Regions from separate parts of the Mus musculus genome. Here region 2 is linked to region 1. Evidence: chromatin contacts called from public HiChIP or PLAC-seq data. All regions are on one chromosome and are shown on one strand. The core of a region is the stretch at or near the end of the contact, and the rest is flanking DNA. Distances in the headings are between cores, read along the strand shown.

Evidence for each region. HiChIP or PLAC-seq counts read pairs in DNA pulled down with a chosen protein or histone mark.
Region 2: a contact with region 1 is called in an RNA polymerase II HiChIP or PLAC-seq map of embryonic stem cells, with 13 read pairs. The contact joins two enhancer-like sites. A contact is called at or near these places in 2 of 39 promoter capture datasets (hippocampal neurons and stem cell-derived epiblast-like cells), 1 of 15 datasets of contacts at CTCF or cohesin (embryonic stem cells), 6 of 484 Hi-C or Micro-C datasets (the N1E-115 cell line, embryonic stem cells and forebrain), 5 of 115 datasets of contacts at active chromatin or transcription factors (the 230-238 cell line, embryonic stem cells and large pre-B cells) and 5 of 9 other capture datasets (adipose tissue, embryonic stem cells, liver and 2 more).

Annotation. Positions count from the first base shown.
Region 1 is chr5:122,869,261-122,874,847 of GRCm38.p6, forward strand. It overlaps Kdm2b (lysine (K)-specific demethylase 2B), which reads right to left. Exons shown (of 23, transcript NM_001003953.2): 23 at 1,408-2,637. The coding sequence ends at 2,456. Among named protein-coding and RNA genes, the nearest start is that of Rnf34, 22 kb to the left of the region's middle. Within about 2 kb of position 3,526, at least 15 of the 459 cell types and tissues checked have an H3K27ac peak or open chromatin away from gene starts, as enhancers often do. A contact at or near this core is called in embryonic stem cells and pancreatic islet, where this site is marked.
Region 2 is chr5:123,055,270-123,060,856 of GRCm38.p6, forward strand. No RefSeq gene overlaps it. Among named protein-coding and RNA genes, the nearest start is that of Morn3, 11 kb to the left of the region's middle. Within about 2 kb of position 2,807, at least 361 of the 459 cell types and tissues checked have an H3K27ac peak or open chromatin away from gene starts, as enhancers often do. A contact at or near this core is called in embryonic stem cells and pancreatic islet, where this site is marked.

The DNA.
Region 1 (5,587 bases), core at 2,276-4,775:
CCGTCTGCTTCCTGAGTGCTGGGATTAAAGGTGTGCACCACCACGCCCGGCACCCTGAGGTTTTCTTGAGCCCTTTTGGTGCATACAGCAAATGAGAACTTGAGATCAATAGCTTATGCAGAAGGGTCAGCCAATTCACCTTACTTTACATTGTATGAGGTATTGGAAGTCATCTGGATATGATATGAAATATGCATTATTATGTATAAGTTATCTGCAAATGCTACAGCATACATGTGACTAATGCAGGGCAGGGGCTTTTGAAGCCAGTCCATCACCTAAATACCAGGGATGATTGCTTTTTTTTTTTTTTTTAAAGCAGAGGATAAACATTTCTGCAAGCTGCATATTTTAACTGGCATACCCTAACAGGCAATACATCAAATGGGAGCCGGGCAGTGGTGGTGCAGAGGCAGGCAGATTTCTGAGTTCGAAGCCAGCCTGGTCTACAGAGTGAGTTCCAGGTCAGCCAGGGATACACAGAGACCCTGTCTCAAAAAACAAAACAAAATGGGTAAGGTTCTGAAGGTTCACAGCGGAAAAGAATATAATTTGAGCACACTGTATCTTCCTCTGCAGACATCAGATTCCCATGATGCACTGGTGCCTCGCTTGTGTTTGAAGCTCTAGATTTGCCATAGCAGGTATATTCATTCACAAGGTTTGATCTTCCCACTACCAGCCATGGTAAAGCTCCACCTTGGAGCACCTGTTTGTAACATGTGGTTTAAAGCTATAGAGAGGGCTGTGGAGATGGCTCTGTAGGTAAAGGCACATGCCATGATTCTCATGACTAGAATTCAAGCCTCATAGTGGAAAGAGAACCAGCTTCCATATGTAGTCCTTGGACTTCCACATGTAAGCCAAGGTCCATACACATCACATAAATAAGTGCAATTAAAAAAAATCTACAAAGATTATAAATTTGTTTTGGGATATAATCTTTCTTGGTGGTTCATTACTCCTTGGGAGATGTTACTGTGACCTATACTAGTCTGGAGCTACATTATATCTTTGCTCTGTTGTTCACCTCTAATAGTGTGAAGCCAGGTTCTTACTGGCTTGTGTGGAAAAAATAGCCCTAAAAGCAGTTCTTAGGGGAGATGATGACTTTTCTAAATATCAGGATGCAGCTGTCTCGTTTGGAGGTTCAGAGAAGTAAAACTATCACAAAAATGATATGCAACAAACCTTCAGACCAATTTTACACTTAAACAAGTATCACAGCAGTATCAGAGTCAGAGCCATGGCTCCTGATAGCCACAGGTGGCCCACATTGTTTTTTCCCCATTACCTCTATTGGTTAGAAACCTTTCTGTAGGAAGGAAAAAAATGCATGTGTCTTGGGGCTGCTACATTTTTCAGATTTAACCCTCATAAAACAGAAACCCTCAAACACAGTGTAGATTTTTTTTTTTGTACAATTGTTTATATAAATCCAACAAAGGTCAAACTGCATCAGGGAAAGGTTAGGAAACACCACCAAACAACAAGGGATGCAGAACTTACCAACTAAAGTGAGAACTGAACACTTGAGAGGAGGAGGACAAAGGAGAGGGTGTGGGCACATTTATTCTACCTGATTCTTGGTATAAATTAGACCTATGTAAGTAGAATACAAGAGCTCATGCTTGGAGCAAACCCTCCTGAGTGTAAAGGCTCAAGTCTGAGGGAGAGGTGAAGTCTATTGAAACTTGGCAAAGTGTTTTACCTGGACTATACTTTACACATATCCACAACATGCTTGTGTAGCTTCTTGACATACACAGTAGGCTCTCAGCATCCAGTTAAACATGCTTTTTAAGTGGAAGGTCATAGCCCCCTGTCACACCTGGGCACATCTGGAGATGGGCTTTTTATGCTGACATAGTACAGGTTAACTCTCCTACCTGAAGGACAGTTGGCAATCTAAATAATAAAAACACTGGTATGCATTCAAATCTCCCATAAATAATTTTTAAACAATTTATACAAAAATAGTTCTGCATAATGTAAGATGTAACAAAACCAACTAAACAAAATGTATCAACGACGGCTGCAGATGGTGTGTGTGTGGTCCACTCCATGTTGACGCCAGAAGCCTCAGCATTGCAAGGAACAAGTGCCCCAAACAAAAACTACTGATAAAAACACCAAGCTTAGGCTTCTAAGAGGATTTCTCCAAAGCTCATCTTCCTTTCCAATTGGAATGTCTTCTAAAGGCCGCCTTAGAAATGGTCCAGAAAGCAGTGCAGTTACGATGCAGAAAGAGCAAAGGAAAACATCTGGCTCACTCATCCCAAAATGGGTGGTTGAATGGCTTCCCCCTTGGCAAGATTTGCAAAACAGAACTGTGTCCTGTAGTCTCTTGTTTCAAATTCCAAAGGGAAATAATAGGCCCACTTGATTTTGCAGTCTTTCACCCTTCCTGGTTGTATTCCCCCCAACCCTCCATATTTACATACTTGTCCTGGAACTAACTTAGTTTTTGCAGGAGTTTCTCTTCCACTTGCCCAAATTGGACACTCACAGACATTTCAGCTATGAATTGCTCACAGCCTTCCTTGGTGACTTGCTTGCAGTACCTCAGGTCAATATGACAGATATTTCCACAGCGTTTGAAGAAGGACAGGCACAGGTCAGTTACCTTATTACAGTCTGCAGGAAGAAGAAATCATGTGAGGGACAGAAGACAGTCTAAGGTCCTATAAACTCAAGGGTCCAGTAACAGAGATAGAAAACTGATAAAAACAGAAATAGGAAGGTTTTTAGCATAGCCCAGCTCTTGGTGTCTCCCAAATGGGGATAATTTCACCTACCAGATTTCAAAAAGTTAAATAATATATTCTTGAAAACTTTGTTGAGTAAGTTTTGCCAGAAGTGGGAGGACATAAGGTTCTGTTTGGAACATTCTCCATTTTCAACCCCAGTCCCCTACACCTTCTGAACCCCTCTATCAGGGAGAAACTACTTGTACTATAGGGCTGCCTCTTCCTGTATAGTCACACACAAAAATCTCTATCTTACAAAAAGGGTCACAATGTTTTGAGGGGTTTAGATTACCTCTTTTATCTGACTACTCTGTTCAGCTAAATATCCTAGTGGATATGGTTAGATCAGAGTCAAGAGACTGAAGAAAGGCTTTATCCAAAAGAACAATTCACCATATCCCATAGATATTGCATATTTTTCAACATTCTTTACTTTTCTTAAACCCTACCTCTTTAGAATTGAATCTAGTCAACTGGCTAATAAGTTTCCAATTGAAACGAACCAAGATAAATGACTTCTGGATGGATCAAATAAACGAGAAAATGATTATTATCCTGTTAGGGGTATTAAATTGAACCCTCTTCTCTGTACTATCACTTTTGAATAAAAGTCAGGGCGAGCAGGTAACATGCATTAACAGAGAGACATTAATGATTACACTGATCACCTGTGAATTATCAGCCCGGCAACCAGGCCATCATGCCTACACAAAGCCCTGAACACAGATAGGTGCTCACCATTCTTGGATGCATACATAATGTGGACTACTTGAGGATAACCCAACCTCTCACAGTAGGAATGCAAACATAGGAGGCAGTCACAAGACAATGAGTCTGAGCTACTGATAGACAAAAGGGTCTTGGGGCTGGATTGATGGCTCAGTGGTTAAGAGCACTGACTGCTCTTCTAGAGGTCCTGAGTTCAATTCCCAGCAACCACATGATGGCTTCACAAACATCTGTAATGCGATCTGCTGCCCTTTCTGGTGTGTCTGAAGTCAGCTACAGTGTACTCAAAGATATAAAATAAATAAATTTAAAAAGAAAGAAACAAACAAAGAAGGAGAGAGTCTTTATGTAGACCAGGCTGGCCTCATGGCCTCAAAATCATAAGATATCTACCCCGCCATGTGCTGGGATTAAAGACGGGAACTACAATACCTGGCTGTTAATTTGCGTTATAAATCTTATTGCAAAAATTAAAAATGCAAGTGATGATGTCCACACACAATTACTTAAAACTTGGTATTTGATTCACTTTATAGAGGATAGATTTTGCTCGTGTAAAAACATTTTCCATATTTTTGCTTTAAAAAAAAAAAGAACTCAGTGTCAGGTAAAGCCCCATTTGAACAGTTTTTTTTGTTTGTTTGTTTTGTTTTGTTTTTTAATTTATCTTGATTACTTTCAATCAAAGCTGGCTGGCTAAAGACTGTCATGTGGGTCGTCCGTCAGCAGGTAGTATCTGCCTGTGGAAGAAGGTGTGAGGAACCAGGCTATAAAGAAGTTTAAAGCACAAGAGACCCTACACAGAGGGGTCCTTCCCTTTCAGTTTCTTAGACAGAGGGTCTTTAAGCTCCAGGAGCAAGCTAGTTCATTGTTGTTTAAGAACCAGGGAACACTGCTGAAAGTGATTCACCTGCCCCAAAGTCAACTTGGAAAAGGAGCCATCTGGAAATACTGGTCACACTGGTGTGAAAAGGTAAGTGCCAAGATAAGCATGAATACCTAATGGCCTCATGTCAAATCAGTGTGCCATCTGGACAGCAAGGTCCTGTGGGTGAGAGGTGCTGAGGCTGCTCTGGCTACGTGTGAGAGACGGTTTCAGGGATTTTTTCTTTTTTATCCCAGGGTAGGTGATGGAAGTGAGGCTTGAGGGGTGAGAGGAGTTCTCTGGAGAGGGAGCTGAATGGAAACAGCTGTTAGAAGGAGAAGGTTCAATTAGAAGGGTGTACATGCATCCTAAAAAGGTTGTAGGGTTGCAGGGAAACAAACTCTTAGCCAGCATGTCCATGACCGTGAGCTCACCCAGAGACAATCACAAGTGTTTTTTTTCCATAGCAAGGAGACAAAGTGCAATTATTATCAAGGAAATTTTCTTATCAAAAGAAAAATGTTTAACTTATTCAAACTTCTGGCCTTAGCATGCAGTACACAGTAAACCAAAAAAATAAAGTATAAAAAAATTGGATGGAGTACAAGCTAAATAACACCATAAAGTTCACTAACCCTGGATGGGAAGCATTTTTTAAGTAAACTGAAGTCCTGTTTGTGTTTGTGGTCTTAGGATAGACTCCAGCTAGGTAGGGCCTTGTTATGTAATAAGCAAGGGCTTTATCACTGATCTCCATTCCTGCTCCTGTATCAAGGATTACTGACAACAGGACAGGGGCAGCTCACCACGGGATGGGCCTCATATGTCACACTGAAAAATGAAAAAAATTGAGTGCTCTCCCCTACTTCTAATACTGGCAAATTTTCTATTCTATTTATACTTAAAATTCACCTTTGCATCTTGGGGAAACACCCGAGAGGCTAATTAGAGTAAGGGACTCTTTGAAAGAGGGAGAGAGGTTCTATTTAGAAGCATCCTTTTTTTTTTTTTTTTTAAAGTTTTCTCATCTCCAGTCTCACCTAGAGTAAAAGAATACTGTTTCATTTTTAGTTCTTTTATTTTACCTGTGATAGCACTATCACTATAGGATCCGAATTCTTATGAAGGATCTTAGGAGGTCTCTAATTGTTACATGAGACTGAAACAACAAGTTATGTTCCCTGCACTGTCTGCTGCTGTTGTATGTTTAAAAATGTTCACAATATAAAAATGAGAACTGCAG
Region 2 (5,587 bases), core at 1,557-4,056, 190 kb after region 1:
AATTACTTCTGACAGTGCTATGAGACTGGTGGGTACTGCATGCATTTTGAAAGCCAGCCAATCCTTCGGCCCGGTGTTTTAAGTAACATCTCTTAAAAATCAAAAAGAGCAAAGAGGGGCCCAGGTTTAGTGCCAAAGTTCTTGACCCAGGAGAGACCACCTGAATATATTATCTTGATTGGTATTTTATAGAACTCCATTCAAGGAAAGTACAGTCCAGTGTAGAAAAAATATTAAAAATACACATATTTATTTATTTATTTATTTGTATTTATTTATTAAAAAATTTTTTTTGAGACAGGGTTTCTCTGTATAGCCCTGGCTGCCCTGGAACTCACTTTGTAGACCAGGCTGGCCTCGAACTCAGAAATCTGCCTGCCTCTGCCTCCCAAGTGCTGGGATTAAAGGCGTGCGCCACCACCACCCAGCAAAAAATACACATATTTTTTTTTTTAAAGATTTATTTATTTATTATATGTAAGTACACTGTAGCTGTCTTCAGACACTCCAGAAGAGGGCTTCAGATCTCGTTATGGATGGTTGTGAGCCACCATGTGGTTGCTGGGATTTGAACTCCTGACCTTCGGAAGAGCAGTCGGGTGCTCTTACCCACTGAGCCATCTCACCAGCCCAAAAATACACATATTTTAAAATTGAGTTTTAAACCACAATTATGAATATAAGTGTTATACCTTTCTTTCTTTCTCTCTCTCTCTCTCTCTCTCTCTCTCTCTCTCTCTCTCTCTTTCTTTCTTTCTTTTTTTCGAGACAGGGTCTTCTATGTAGTTCTGGCTGCCCTGAAACTCACTACGTAGATCAGGCTGGCCTCTAACCCACAGAACTCTACCTGCTTCTCTCTCCTGAGTACTGGGATTTAAGGCATGTAGCACCATACCCAGCTGCTACATGTTTTAAAATTTTTATTTTACTGTGTGCACACACTCATATACACATGGAGGTCAGAGGACAGTTTGTGAGAGTCTCTTCTCTCCTTTTCTGTGGGTTACAGGGATCGGCCTCATCATGAAGGCATTCACCTTTACCTGCTGAGCCATTTTGTCAGCCCAGTACAGACTTGAATAAAGAAAAATGTATTAAAGCACACAGGAGATGTTAATCCTGACCTAGTATACTCAATAGGACTTTAATAAATACATTAATGATAATAATAATAGTTATTACTATTATTGTGTATTAATAAATACATTAATGATAATAATAATAGTTATTACTATTATTGTGTATGGGTGGCATGTCTATGCACCTATGCATGCGTGGTGCTACTGGAGGCAAGGAGAGGGCATCAGATTTGCAGGAGTACTGATCCTTGTGATTTTACCATGTGTGAGTACTGGGAGTCAGACTGAAGGTTTCTGGGAAGAGCAGCTAGTACTATTAACCACTGGGCCATCTTTCCAGCCCTAAATACTTAATTTTAAGTATTACTTAATTTTAAAGATGTATTTATTTTTATTTAGATGAGTACACTACAGCTGGCTTCAGACATATCCCAGAAGAGGGCATTGGATCCCATTACAGATGGTTGTGAGCCACCTTGTGGTTGCTGGGATTTGAACTCAGGACCTCTGGAAGAGCAGTCAGTGCTCTTAACCACTGGGCCATCTCTCCAGCCCCCTAAGTACTCAATTTAAAAAAGCATTTTACACCAAGCATGGTGGTAAGTTTAGCACTTGGGAAAACAAGGCAGAAGTATAAATTCAAGGACACCCTGGCCTTCAGGGGAAACCCTACCTCAAAAGACAAAAAAAAAAAGAAAAAAGAAAAAAGAAAGAAAGAAAGAAAGAAAGAAAGAAAGAAAGAAAGCAAGCAAGCAAGCAACAACAACGACAACAACCACCACCCAAAAGCTGAGGAGACCGCTCAGTGGAGAGAGCTGTTACTGTATGGTTGTGGCACCTGTCAATAGTTAAATCTGATGGCTTATGGCTTAGGCAGGAAATAGGAGGTAGGACATCTGGGAGAGAGAAAGAATTCTGGGATAGAGCCAGGCACGAGGTCCACCTGGGAGGATGCATGGAACCTGAGCACAGGTAACCAGCCATGGGGCAGAATATAGATTAAAATTAGTGGGTTATCATAAGTTATGATTCTAGTCAGAGAAGAGCCTAGCTCTATGGCCAAGGTATTTGGAAATCTGTTTTGAGTCTGAGTCTTATTTCTGGGAACACGGGACCGGGAGGAAGAATCGACCCTTATATCTACAGCTCAGTGGTTAGAGCATTGGCTGCTCTTCCAGACAACCTGGGTTCTGTTCCCAGCACCCACATGGCAGGCAACAACCGTCTGTTACTCCAGTTCCAGGTGCTCTGACTCCCTCTTCTGGATTCCCCTGGCACAAGGAACACACCCCCAAAACAGTCATACACAAAAATATTAAACAAAACATTTTGTTGTATTTAGCCAACCACACTATGCGAACTTACATTTCTACCAAGAATCATAGTGAATTTTTAAATAACAATAAAATAAAATTATAAGTCAAAACCACAATCAGAACTAGATTCTAGCTCTTTAAAAGCGGGATTGTGGGGAACGGGGCTACAAACAGGATGGTGTGGCTGACGTCATGAATTTCGGGGGGCTTTAAATGCGCATGCGTTAGGCTCGCTTCACACACGCGATCTTCCTGCACGCAGTGCGCGTGCGCACGGCGAAGGAGCCCCGCCGGCTTAATTTTTTTTTAGGTGGGAGGAGCCAGTCGCGGGAGTTCTCGAGACCTACCTGCTCCCGCGGAATTACCCGTCCTAGCCCCTCTGCACATGCGCAATCACCAACACGCGTCTGGGAGGTCTCTGAAAGGCGGGCCCGAGGTTGCGCCTGCGCTCTGGGTACTCTTCGCGGAAGTGAGTGGGAGATGGGGGTGGGAATCGCGCTTCCACGCGGAACCGACGGAGGGCGAGCCTGAGTGTGCGGCTAGGGTTCGTGACTCCTCCAGTGCCGCCCTTCCTAGTCACGTGAAGACTGGACTGTGGACACAGAAATTATTTTTCTAATTTAAAGATTCTTACATAATTACCCATGTCTACGTGAAGGAACTGTTTTTTCTTTCAATTTTGTGTTTCTGGGACTAGTACAATGTATCAGTCCAGGCAGGCCTCGAACCCCAATCTTCTTCCTTCAGCTTCCCGAACGCCAGGATTCTCAGGCGGAAAAGTTTAGTTTTGGATTTATCCCTAATCATTTCTTAGCCTTTTTTTTTAAGAATGCTTGAAACATCACGAAGCATTTTAGGAATCATGCACGGTAGCTCGGGCTCAGAGGGAGGAGAATCACTCGGGAGTTCAAGATCCTCAGCTACACAGGGAGCTGAGAGGCCAGGGCTCAAAGCAGAACTCACTTCGGATGCCTCCGAGTGTTCGGAGAGATTACCAAGAATTATTAGTAAGTGGTTCTTGTCTGTTAGGCAGATTTATTGCATAAAGGCTAGCAAAGAAGTCTGCATAGAATTATGTGTGGCTTTTGTGTCCTGAAGGTGGTTGGTTCATTTGTTTCCATAAACAAGTATGGAAAGCGGATAGTGTTCAATATATGAAGACTGTTCTGATGGCTGGGGACACCAAGAAGCCTGTAGTTCAGCCCCAGTTCTTAAAGGGTTCTTGTGGGAAGGTCACGTGGTTCAGATGTAGAGGCAGTCTTGGAGGTAGCTGTGGGAGCACCTTGACATCTGCTGGGTGACGTCTGTGCACTTCAGAGACTGTCCAGTCAATACAGTCGTGCTGGACTTGGGGAGAGGAAGTCTAGATGCCAGAAGAGGAGATTAGGACCAAAGTGGAGGGTGAGAGACCATGTGTGTTCCTGAACATTGAGGGGTGGTAGGGAATGAGGCAGGAAGCGACTGTTAGACCAAAATCGCCTACTTCAAAAGGGAGAAGTTAGTAAAACTCTCTAAGGAAGATTATTTACGGGTTTACGATTTATTCATCCGTGTCTGTGTGCATGTGTAAGTTGCACCCATGTAGTGGTATGAGCGTGACATTCAGTACACAAGTCTACAGAGCTCTCTCTTTCCAACATGCAAGTCTCAGTGTTTGAACTCAGAGCCTTGGGCCTGGTGGCGGATCTCCTCTTACCCGCTGAGCCTCCTCTCCACCCCAACTCCCCAAGAAAGTCTTGAAATGGTACATTCTTGGGCCAGAATCTCTTGAGGCTGATGAGAGGTATGACTCCTAATCACTGTTCTAAAACGCTGGAAGGGTAGGGATTCTTGGACTCCCTGAAGAAGTTGCTCAGGTCCCGTCTCCCTCAGTTATATATGCCTTGAGGAAGAGGGGTTTATAAGAGTGTTAGGCCAAGAGAATAAACTTCAAGAATAGCACAGAAAAATAATTGAAAAGGAAGCTCTTAAATGTATCCAAAAAATCCACTTTGTAGTAGAATACGTGGGACAGACTGGTTTCATGGACTTGCTCACTTATATTTTGCCCTGGACCCTGACAAATTATGAAGTAGATATTGTTTTTTAATCTCCCAAAGGCTGCCTACATTATACTACTACAACCTTGAAGGATCTAGGGTTGTAAAATGTTGGGGGGACACAAAGATTCAGATCTTAATATAAGATAACTAAATGAAAGGCTGGAGAGATGGCTCAGCAGGTATAGGACTGTCTTGCAGAGGTCCTGGGTTTAGGTCCTAGCATCCACCTCCGGCCATTTACAGCTACCTGTAACTCCTGTTTCAAGGGATCTAGTGCCCTCTTCTGGTCTCCACTGGCATCTACAAGAGCCTGTCTCAAAAACAAGCAAGAGAAATAGAATTTCCCGTGCAGGAAGATTGTATTTCAGGTTGCTAGCAAAAGTGTGTTAAAGAGAAATGATCTACAACCCGGAGGCGGGGGGGGGAGGGGGGGGGCCAGGGAGAAGGAGAGAAAAAGAAAATAAACTTGTGTACATGCCACAACATTGCAGTGCAGCTGACCTGAGCAGCCACTGGACAGCTGCTATGCTTTGCCAGTTACTTTCATCGTGCTAAAAATACACAGATATCACTCCGACCTGGCGGGCCAGCTACAGGGATTAAGCAAAGGAGCGCGTGCGTGGAATGTATTGTAAACAGCTAGCGGCTGTTCACAGGAAGGTGTGTGGGAAATGTACTGGTGATGGTGTTTGCCCTGTTGTCAAACACAGGGGCCGGAGCTAAGAGGCCTGTGTTCCCTCAAGACTTCCAAGTGCTTTTCGTCTGGCAAGTGGTCCTTCTCCACTCTAGTGCAAATTAGTCCACCCGGCAGCTTTCAGGAAAATACACTTGGATGTTTTTAAAAACTGCTAGCCCAAATGTAACGGTGTTTTTGGAAGGTAATTAGAGCAGGAGGCTGGGATCCTCTAGGGAGTGTGAATTGCCATGAAAGACAGGTTAGTTTCAAAGGGTTGGAGACTGGAGAGAAGCCTGTCTCCAATTAGGAACCAGGTGAAAGGGACACTGTAGCACTTTCTTTAAATCCTTAATGAAACTAACCTACTGTGTCACTGATCTGGCTGGGGTGGGGGTGGGGGTAGGGATTGGCATGGAGAATGTCAGCTGTGGAAGAGTTCTGCTGTCCCGTGCAATGCAAACGGAAAATGAAAGC